Linked DNA regions of Sus scrofa: region 2 is linked to region 1. Evidence: chromatin contacts called from public HiChIP or PLAC-seq data. All regions are on one chromosome and are shown on one strand. Each heading gives the region's core, a stretch centred on a gene start, on an enhancer-like site or on the middle of the called end of the contact. The rest is flanking DNA. Distances are from core to core; before and after follow the strand shown.

Region 1 (5,703 bases), core at 1,677-4,176:
AAGATACCCAGGTAAACTTTGTGTACATAAGCAGGATAAGAGAAATGTATAAGATGCTTCAGCAGCACACAAAGAAGGCACTTCAGATTCTGGAAGAGGTCAGAACAGCTGTTCTATCAGAAGTGAAGACAGAAGTAGTCTTGGAGAATGAGTAAGTGGGCTCCAAGTAAAGAATAAGCGAACAGGTATCTCAGGCAGATGAAAGAACATGAAGCCAAGAAATCATCAGCAAGTGTGGGAACTTGGGACTCTTTAGTATTACTAGAAAGTAAAATCTGTGGGACACATGAGAGAGATGGCTGTGGACACCAAGTTTGGGGAGCAGACCATAGACGGCTCTTTCTGAGGGGGGGTTGCCCCTCTGTTGAGAAAGAAGCTGAAGGGTTTTAAACAAGGAAACACTGCATCTTCACAAGTAATTCTCTATAAAATTTGTGAAGTATGGATTTCCAGAGAAGATAGATATGGCAGGAAGAATTCTAAATATATTGACTCCCCCCTACCAGTATATTTTCCCTTGTATAATCCCCTATTAGTTGAATATGGGAAGAACCATATAAATAATGCTATATCACTTTAGAATTTATACATGTTATATGATATCGTCAACCTTAAGTGAGGGAGCTTATCAGGGCAGGCCTAATCTAATCACATGAGCGTATTAAAAGCAGAATTTTTCTCAAGCAAGCACAAGAAGGATTCATCGTGCTCTTTACTGCGGATTTAGAGACAAAAGGGCCACAAAAGGATGAGAGCAGGCAGCCTCTAGGGCTGAGTGACCTCCAGCGGACAGCCAGCAAGGAAATGGAGCTCTCAATTCCACAACCACAGGAACTGAGTTCTTCCAGCAACTTGACTAAATTCGGAAACAGATTCTTCCCCAGAGCCTCCAGAAGGAATGCAGCCCTGCCCACACCCTGATTTCAGCCTGGGCAGAGAATCCAGCCATGCTGGTCCATACCAGACTTCTAAGTTACAGAGCTATGACTAACAAGCAGGTGTTTTTTGAGCCACTGAGTTTATGGTTAATTATTACACATCAATAAAAAGCTAATTCATAAGTGATGGTAGGACCCTGTGTTAAGGAAACGTTTAAAGTATTCCAGACTTAAGGTAAGACAGCTTTATCAAAGTGAGTACAATGAAGAGGAAGGATCAGAAACCAAGGATTTTAAGGAGGTAAGAGTCGTGTAAACTTGGAAGACCAAATGCTAATGGTTTCTAAGAAGGAGAAGCCCAGAATGACAGCCTATTTATAGATTTGACTAACTAGGTAGAGGATGGTGCCATTGACTTAGTAAAAGATGAGAAGAGGAGAAATAGGTCTGGAACCACAAGGAGATGCTGAATTCAGTTTGAATGAGGATGTCTATAAATAGTGGTGTACAGTATTGTAAACTTAGGGAAGAAGTCCATGTTATAGATAAAGATGAAGATGAAGGAGACCAAATACTCCCTTAGCACTTATTATATGCTAAGCAGTGCTCTAGAGGTAATAAGGCATTTAATCCTGAAAGCAGTTTTAGGAAGCAGGACTATTATTAAACTCATAATGTCTGCAAGGCCAAATGGCTTAGAGGGATTGAGTAGCCTGTCCAAGATCACAGAAGTGATAAGAGGAATTTAAACTCAGACTCAGTGTGACTCCAGAGCTCGTTCTATTAACATTTCCCTGTTATAATTCTCTATATATGTGAACTACAAAAGATGGATATTATGAAAGACTGTGAGTCACAGAAAATGTAAAAAAAAACAGTCTCGGAAATGACTCTGCCCCTGAACACTCCTCTTTTAGAATCAAGGGTGAGCTCTGAAGTTAACTGGGAATACAATGGAGGCTACTCCTTCCCTGCACAGAAGATTTGAAATTCTTAATGTGAACTGATACTTGGAGAACAATGCTGACTCCCAAAAGGCACCAGTATCAACTTACTGACAAGTGATGTAAACACAGGCTCAGTAATTTCTTCCCTGAGGAGCCTGATCAAACTTTGATCCTTAATGAAGCTAATTTTCTAAGTTTCCAAAGAAGTTCCTGAGATCCACAGAGAATAAGATGCATCCACACTATTAGTCAGCTGATGGTTTGGAAACAAAAGGTTGATTCCTTTGCCTTTCCCTGAAGACATTATATGCAAATCCACAAATAGCGAATGTTGCCTCCTCCTTTGTCAGAACTTTTGTCTCCTTCAGGCAAGGGGATGGAAAAAGAACACTAGAGTCCTGGAAAAAGAACACTAGAACACTAGTAGTAAGGTGTCCATGTAAACAGAAGTTGGGCTGCTGCGTCTTCTCTGTTCTGATGTTTTCGTTTCTACTGCTATAATAGTAAAGAGGTCTGGGAGGCCACCTGCCCTTCTTAAACAATTGATTGGATAAAGGGAAAGGGCAGGAGAAATGCAGGGTCTAGGGGACACTCAGCACTCTCACTCAGCCAGGTACTGAGTTTCTGAAAGGTGAGAGGGGAGAATGGGTTGAGTAATGGGCGCTATAGGGATCCTGGTGACCTCGTTGTCCCAAGCTTCAGGAATTTCCATAGGAAGTATTCCAAAGTACCACTCTGGACTGCTTTCCCTGTTACCCTATCACCTTGGCCAGGCTACTCATCTCTTCAAGATATTGTTTCCTTACCTCTCAAATGTGGGCATCATTTTGAGCCCCTGCTAAAAGACTTTATCCTGGATTGTGTCAGCCCAGGGGAGGTAAGGAGTTGCAGCTGAGATTTGAAAACAGAGAAGGAAAGGACAGATGAGAGATGAAAGTCAAAAGGTACAAGTCATTGCTTTCTGGCTCTTTTTGCAGAACATCATCCCAGCTGTCACAGTTGAGCCCCAGTGGAGCAAATCTTCTTGAAACAAAGAATCTGAGTTCTGTCCTAATGTGACATTCTTCTCTCATTTCCTCACAGATCACACCCCTGCAGATAATGGCTGGGGAAAATGACTCATCAGTAACTGAGTTCATCCTCATAGGATTTACAGACCAAGCTCAACTCCAGTTACCCCTCTTCTTCCTCTTCTTATTAAACTATATGGTCACTGTGGTAGGAAATTTGAGCTTAATTAATCTGATATGCCTGGACTGTCACCTTCACACTCCCATGTATTTTTTCATCTTCAACCTTTCCTTCATAGATCTCTGCCATTCCTTTGTCATTACTCCTAAACTGCTAATGAGTTTTGTGTCAGAGAAGAACATCATCTCCTTTGCAAGATGTATGACTCAGCTGTTTTTTTTCTGTTTCTTTGTCCATTCTGAGTGCTATGTGTTGACAGCCATGGCCTATGATCGCTATGTGGCAATCTGTAAGCCCCTTTGGTACACAATCACCATGTCCCCTCAGGTCTGTTCTCTGCTGATGTTTGGTTCATATGTGATGGGATTTGCTGGTGCCATGGTCCACACAGGTAACATGGTCAAATTGTCCTTTTGTGATTCCAACCTCATCAACCATTACATGTGTGACATCGTCCCCCTCCTCCAGCTGTCCTGCAGCAGTGCCTATGCCAATGAGCTAGTAGATTCCATTATTGTGAGTACAGTTGTACTAATATCTAGCTTAATTATTTTTTTTTCTTATGCTTTGATCCTCTCCAATATCCTCCACATCTCATCAGCTCAAGGTTGGTCCAAAGCCTTCAGTACTTGTGACTCTCACATAATAACAGTTGCCTTCTTCTACGGTTCTGGGTTGTTCACACATCTCAAGACCTCTTCTGATGGTTCTATGTGCCAGGGGAAGTTTTTCTCAATATTTTATACCAATATAGTACCCATGTTGAACCCCCTCATCTATAGTCTAAGGAACAAGGATGTCAAGCTTGCTCTGAAGAAAGCCCTGAAGAGAGTTGCAAACTAAGCAGAACCAAAATTGCTGGCTTGTTGGGACACATGTTTGTATATATGTAAGTGTGATTTCCTGTAATTTTCTTCTGAACAAGGTTTTTACTTTTGATACTTTTTTAGCTCTATGTATTCCATTTACAAGTACAGATATTATTGAGTCACATGATTGCTCTCAGTTCCATGCTTACTCACTGAACTGAACTTTATTCTTAATAGCATTGTTCAGAGACTTAGGCTGATTCCTACTGCTTTTTAGACCACCTCCTACTTGGCCTCTTTCCGTGTACTTTTTGTACATCAGCAAGAACGTGGAATGCTGTCTGATGAGGTCACCCCTCTGTTTTCCCCAAAAACAATTACAATATGGCCCTTCCTGGATTTAAGCATTTGAGAAATTCCTACTATATAAGTGCTAAATATTCTAGAATTTCAGAGTTCTTTTAGTCATGATTTCTGTAGTAATGGATTTCCTAACTCAACAGAGCTTTCGTGGTATCTGTGAGATATTATGCTTAGTTAATGGGGATCACAGGTGTTAGCTTATAAGACTAAGCACAGAATATGTTAATACCAGTTAGGAACTGAAAGAAAGAAACTTAGTTAATTCAAATTAATTTAGCCTGACATGTTATAATAGCATCAAGCATATTGTGTGTGTGTGTGTGTGTGTGTGTGTGTGTGTAGAGAGAGAGAGTCATAATTTTGATTACATCTCTAATCAAATAGAATTTGACCACCTCGTGTTCATTTCTCCTTCCTTCTATGCATGGTTAGACTAGAATCTGGCAAAATAAATATTCATGTAATTAGTAGCTTGAACTTGTTTGATTTGAATTTTTCTCTAAAGCAAACTAAAACTTTATGGTAATAAAAACTTCCTTTTTTTTCATAAAATGAGTTTTCTTAAATTTCATATCTATAAATCTTTGAGACTAAAAAGAGTCTGGCTTGATACAATAGAAGGAAATACCATTCTTTTTTCAGTTTAAAGTACAACCTTTTGCATTTCTGATAAGGCAGGACTAATGGTGATGAAATCTCTCAGATTTTGTTTTTCCTGGGTCTGTTATAACATAGGTGTCTCAAACTGACTAATGTTTCAATTAACTAGCACTCCCATTTACAAAGTAATATGTTCCCCACGCAGAACTTGGATCTCTTTTAGGGAGAAAAAAGGAAATGTTTGGTTTGTTTACAACATAAACTAGGAAAAGTGTGCAATTTTATAATCTAAATGAAACTAAACTAAATAAATAAAATAAAACAGGGCTGTATTTATTATATACATGAAATGTACAACTTGTCTCCAGAATGTAACCTATGCTTATGTCAGTAGAAGATAATAAAATCAAGTAAATGAATTTTCTATTCATGAAAAGTGGCTGTAGCATTTTTAGAATGCAAAGATTCATCATGGTAGGTAAAATTTTGTTTAGATAATAAAATCAAGTAAATGAATTTGCTATGCATGAAAAGTGGCTGTAGCATTTTTCAGAATGCAAAGATTCATCATGGTAGGTAAAATTTTGTTTCTCAAAGGGCAGCAGAAACATATACACATCTTGGCTATTGTGCACCCTCCTCATGCTTGGCCTGAGCTGTGATAAAAATAGATTGCCTGTGAGTTTCCTCACTAGGACTGACAGTTGCCTTGCCCTAAACTTTAGGCTGCTAAACAAGATAGAAAGTTCCAGATAGGGCTCACTGTTTCTCAGCTCCACACTCATCTTTCCTACATATTGCCAAGGTTAGAAACCTGTTGTCTACATATGAAAAACACCCCTGACATCTTGACAGCATGGCTAATCATTTAAACATGGCCCTTGTCCGAGAAAAGCTGAAAATCTGTGGCAGCAT
Region 2 (5,703 bases), core at 2,009-4,508, 260 kb after region 1:
CCACACTTTTCATGATGCTGAGCCTGTGACTATGCTGTCCCCACTGCCCAAGATGCCCTTTTTCGTTCTACACTGGGCCAACCATTAGCTATCTTGCAAAGTCTGCCCAGGCATATTTCCTTAAAAATGCCTTTCCCAACTCCTCCCTCCTTCCCTAACTGGGTGCCACCATATCATCCAATACCTACCTCTGAGATGAAACTTATTATACTGTATTCATATAGTCCATGCATTTTTCTTTCCCTCTCAAACAATTTTCCTAAAGGTTTTTGTCACCAAAGGCACTAAATAAATACTCTCCTGAATACACACGTCACTGAATCAGTTGCTTGGGGAACATTACATTGTTTGGAGCACACAGACCCAGGCACTAGATAACCCTGTATGTAAAAGGCTTTCTGCACCAAGATGCGCTTCACAGCAATTGATGACCAAAAAGTTAAACATGGAGATAATTATGTAAAATTACTATGCCATAACTGGAATATTAAGCAGTCATCTAATATTGCATTTATAAAGAAGTTATAATAACACTACAAAATGACTATAATAATGGTAAGTGAACAAAAAAAGGAAACGTTATATTGAGTATGAACTAACCTATATTAAAAAATATACTAAAATATTAAACATATGCTCTACCACATATACAATACATAAGCAACAAGGATATATTATCTAGCACAGGGATTCATAGCCATTGTCTTTTAATAATTTTTAATGGAGTATAATCTGCAAAAATATTGAATCACTATACTGTGCACCTGAAACAAATATATTATAAATCAACTGTACTTAAATTTAGAAAATTACGCATACATGTTAAAAATGATTCACTTAGTGTGGCAGCATTATGAATTTTCTAAAATCTTTGTATTATGTTTTCTAAATTTTTAAATTTTGCGTGAAATGTTTTATAAGTCATAAGGAAGTGTTTCTAATGAAGAAACAATAAATGTGTTAATGCAAATTCCACTAAAATCCATTTGCTAGAGTAGCTTGCAAACTAAGGCAAGTGGTAACACTTTCCTCCCGCTAGGTATGATCTATGTATGTGCAGAGGAATAGTGAAAATAAAGCCAGATCACAGAGCCTGCCAAGGACAAAATACAGCTGAAAAGCAAATAAATCAGATAGTTAGTAAATAATGGTTTAAAAAGGAAAAGAAAAAAAAAGGGAGGGAAGGAGAAAAGAAAGAGGGAAGAAAAAGAAAGAAAGAGGGAGTTTCCATTGTGGTGCAAGGGAAAGGAATATGACTAGTATCCATGAGGATGCGGGTTCCATCCCTGGCCTGGCTCAGTTGCTCAGTGGGTCGGGGATCCAGCGTTGCTGTGAGCTGTGGTATAGGTCTCAGACATAGCCCTAAAAAGCAAAAAGAAAAAAAAGAGGGAGGAAGGATGGAAGGACTCTCTCTGCTAATCGGAACTATCTATTTTCAGGATCCAAGGCTAAATTCCAGTCTACAGTATGAAAAGCATGAGTATGGATATTTTGTAGGCTGAAAGTATCCTTTGCAATTTCCAAAAATGAATCTATACTCCTGCCTTGCCTATGCTTGTAAAAGCACACTAGAACCATAAGGAATTGCTCTTTTGAAACCTAGCTAGGTCCAACAGGGAAGCTGACAATATGGATGGACCAAAAGGACTTTTGTAAGCTTTCTGTGTTAAAACCATTTTGTAAAGACTCTTGTCATTATTCTTACAATTTCCAAAAATGAGGTACCTGGGTTATCGATTCTAAAACTCTTTTTTTTTTCAAACTTATTTTAGCGTAAGCTTTTTCTCCAGTAACTTATTGAATTTATTGTTTTAACTCTGCACATATTTTCCTTAATTTCCATATACAATTCTAAAAGCCTAAATTTTGAGTATATAGAACAGTAATTATACATCAACAGAGTACTTTTCACTTCATTACCTTTATAACTTTCACTTCATTATTCTAAAGAGTATATTCAGTTTCGAAAGGAAAAACCGGTAACCCAGAGGCTCACTCAGCTAGTTAGTGGAATTGCTGGGAGAAAAATGAATACTACAAGTTTTCTGCCTTTCAGCCCAGCGCATTTACCAAGATTGCATTCTAAAAAACTGTTCACCTTACTTACTTGATGATTTTAGATAGTCTTTGGTTACAAAGAGCTTTATAAATACAAGTGTAGGCACGGAAACATACTTTTGATTTCATTAGGCAGATATTTACTGAGTGCCCACTTGGCGCAAGTTATTAAAACTGCCAGTTAAATCCCTTCCATCTTCCATACTAGATTCTAATCTGAGAGCAGAAGCCTTTTTTTCTATTCACCACTGTAGTCCCAGCTCCCAGTAAAGTCACAGTGTAATAGGCTCTCAAGAAACACCTGTGCAAGCTGTATAAAGGAAGGAAGAAAGGAAAGCCACAGTCCCAGCACTGCTTTCATGTGCATCCTACAATCTAGGAAGGTCAGTCTGTATGAAGTGTGGAAAAGTGATGTTGAAATGCAGTGTGGTGGAATGGATTAGGGGTTTGGAGTTAGTACATGCAAACTGTGACATTTAGAATGGATAAACAAGGTTCTATGGTATAGCACAGGGAACTATACCCAATCTCCTGGAATAGAACATGATGGAAAAAAAATATTTAAAAAAGAACAGGGGTTCCCTGTAGTGGCTCAGCGGAAACGAATCTGTCTAGGAACCATGAAGTTGCCGGTTCTGGATCCGACGTTGTTGCCGTGAGCTGTAGTGTAGGTCGCAGAGGCGGCTGGTTTCCGGCATTGCCCGTCGCTGTGGTGTAGCCCAACGGCTACAGCTCTGATGTGACCCCTAGCCTGGGAACTTCCATATGCCATGGGTGCGCCCCCCCCCAAAATATAGATACACACACATATATTGATATATGTGCATATATATTATATATGTGTATATATGTATCTGCGGGACTGATTTTATATATATATACACACACACATATATACACATATATAATATATATGCACATAATAAATCTTTTTTTTTTTTTTAATTCTGTGGCTCGGCTTGGAGAGCGTATATGAGATAGGCCCGTGTAAGATTTTTTGTTTGTTCCTCTTTAGCTCGACAACAACACGCCTCAGCTAAGCACACACAGGCGCGAATCTCAGAGGGTCACTTCCCACCGCCCTCCTTCCCACCTAGACCGCCCACTTTCCTATCCCCGCCTCCGGGGCCTCAGATGGGCGTGCCCTGCGGACCGACCCGGCTCCCAGCCCCGGAAGTTACACGCGGCCGGCGCCGAGACGTAACTTCCGGCAGAACTGACTTCCGAAGCAGACGCGGAAGTGCAAGGAGGCACCAGGAGCCGGGTTGGCTGCTGGGTTTCTGGCTCCGCTGTGCCCTTCAGGGACGTTCTGGGGCGGTCGGTTCCTTAGAAGCCCGCATCCGCCAGCCCAGACCCGTACGAAGCCGGCGCTTGAGGCCGCTCTGAGTCCGAGGAGCTGATGCAGGCCGCGCCCTGGAGCCCCCGTAGCGGGGCCGGACCATGAGCCTGCTGGGCGGCCTGGCTTCCTCGCCGCGGGCCCCGCTGCAGTCCAGCAGGGCCAGGATGAAAAAGCTCCCGAAGAAGAGCCAGAACGAGAAGTACCGGCTCAAGTACCTGCGGCTGCGCAAGGCGGCCAAAGCCACGGTGTTTGTGAGTGACCAGCGCCCAGCCCTTCTCCGCCTCGAGACTCTCCTGACGCGCGAAATCTTTTCCCCAAACTGTGCCCTTTCCCAGAGTGGCAGTATTAATACAGTGTTAGCTTTTACGATTTACATTACTTCTTGTAAGCCTTGTGCCTTGGACAAATGGTGTAATATCTATAATCCTGTTTCCTCATTTGCAAAAGAGATCGAATAACTACCTAGCAGAGTTCAAGAAGATTAAATGAGGAAAGTAAAGACCTCGTCAGCCAGAAGCGCCAATAAGTTTTAGTCATTATCGTTATTACCGCAAAACTCTTTGAAAGGCTTTTTATTCTCGAGAGAAACCTGAGAATAAGGCACTTTTTAGAATAGCAACACCGAAGCCGGCAGAGATGATTTGCTCACGGCCACTGTGTCAGGACTCAGACTCCCAACTCAGAACACCTGATTCTAGTTTCTTTATTACTTCCATTACACAGCCTGTTTCCCAAGGCCCACAACACACGCGGTAATTGACCCTTTTTTTTCCCCCGAAAAGGCACATGAAGCATTCAATTATCCCTCCTTCCAACCACTTTTGAGTCTTCTGAGTGTTTCTACCCTTCTTTATTGTAGAGGTCCTGGGTTTATTGGATGAATGAACTGGTTTACTAGTCATTACTAAGGGTTACAATATTCAGGCTTGCTCAGGCTCACTCCAGTGCTTGGAAATAGGAAGTGGAGTCCTCAGATGTCTTCCCATCTGAATCACCACCTTACCTTTTCCACCTGAAGCTTGAATGTCCCTCAGGTCTTTGGAAGTGTGAGGAAAGTTTTAGAAATTAGAACATTCATTCCAAAAACATTTATTTAGCACTTGGCACGTGCACTAGAGAGAAATAAGAAAAGTGGAATTAAGAGGATTTGGTATCTAAGTGTTACCATTCTTTTGTCGCCTAAATGTCAAAGATGCCTATGTTGTTAGAAGAGTATTGTTTCCATTAAGCCCCTGAAGTAGATTTTGTGAAGAAAGGGGATACTGTTTTGAACGTTCAAATTTGAGGTCCCAAGTATGGAACACCCAGATTGAAGCACTCCCCTCAGGACTCGTGCTTGGGAAATAGATTGAGTCATCAGTAAAGAAAGATAACCCTTCAGTATACATAAATAGGTTACGAAGTTTAAGAGTTTTATAAGACAAAAGACAAAAAAAAAAACTCAAGAGATGAGTTCCCTTTGTGGTGCAGCTGAAACGAATCCGACTAGGAACCATGAGGTTGCAGGTTCCATCCCTGGCCTTGCTCAGTGGGTTAAGGATCCGGCGTTGCCATCCTCGGCTCGGATCTGGCGTGGCTGTGGCAGAGGCCGGCAGCACCAGCTCCGATTCAACCCCTAGCCTTGGAACCTCCCTATGCTGCAGGTGTGGCCCTAAAAAGACACACACACACACACACACACACACAGAGAATTTTATGGGTTAGACTTGATTTTGTTCCATCCAGATTTTCTCTTAAAGGTTCATACTGCATGGGATCCTTTAGTGTGGGTTGGTTTTGTAAGCTCCCCAGGTGTCAAGACACTTGGGAATGAACTTTTCTCCATATTATAGCATTGAATTTAAGCTTCTGTGGATTTTAGCAGTATGCCCTTTTCTCTGTTAAAAGCTGGCCCTACTAAAGGTGACCATACATTTTGGTTTGCCTAGGACATCCCTACCTTGCCATGTTCTAGCAAAATCATTAATAGCTCCTCCTTTTCACTCACAGGTGCCCCAGTTTCTGTAAATTACCGTGGCGCAGAGTAGAACTTGACCCTACCTTTACTTACAGGTTTACAGTTTGTAAGGTAGACAGATTAGCGCTTCTCAGCCACACAGACTTCTTTGATTTGGAATATTGCTCCTCTTCCCAACATAATACTTTGACTTTGTATTCATTTTGTGTGATTGTATTCAAAATTTTTCTTAAAGGAAAATGCTGCTATTTGTGATGAAATTGCTCGTCTTGAGGAAAAATTTCTTAAAGCAAAAGAAGAAAGACGGTGAGCTGGGTTCATTTTGTGTTCAGAATCATTTTGGGTGATT

What was found. HiChIP or PLAC-seq counts read pairs in DNA pulled down with a chosen protein or histone mark.
Region 2: a contact with region 1 is called in an H3K27ac HiChIP or PLAC-seq map of alveolar macrophages. The contact joins the promoter of TBRG1 here to the promoter of LOC100739156 in region 1. A contact is called at or near these places in 1 of 47 Hi-C or Micro-C datasets (embryonic fibroblasts) and 1 of 2 datasets of contacts at active chromatin or transcription factors (alveolar macrophages).

The regions. Positions count from the first base shown.
Region 1 is chr9:51,600,774-51,606,476 of Sscrofa11.1, forward strand. It overlaps LOC100739156 (olfactory receptor 143-like), which reads left to right and starts at 2,927. Exons shown (of 1, transcript XM_005667474.2): 1 at 2,927-3,859. The coding sequence starts at 2,927. The coding sequence ends at 3,859. The region is part of intron 1 of LOC100524098 (olfactory receptor 151-like); the gene reads left to right.
Region 2 is chr9:51,862,054-51,867,756 of Sscrofa11.1, forward strand. TBRG1 (transforming growth factor beta regulator 1) reads left to right here and starts at 3,259. Exons shown (of 9, transcript XM_003130020.4): 1 at 3,259-3,648; 2 at 5,590-5,660. The coding sequence starts at 3,499.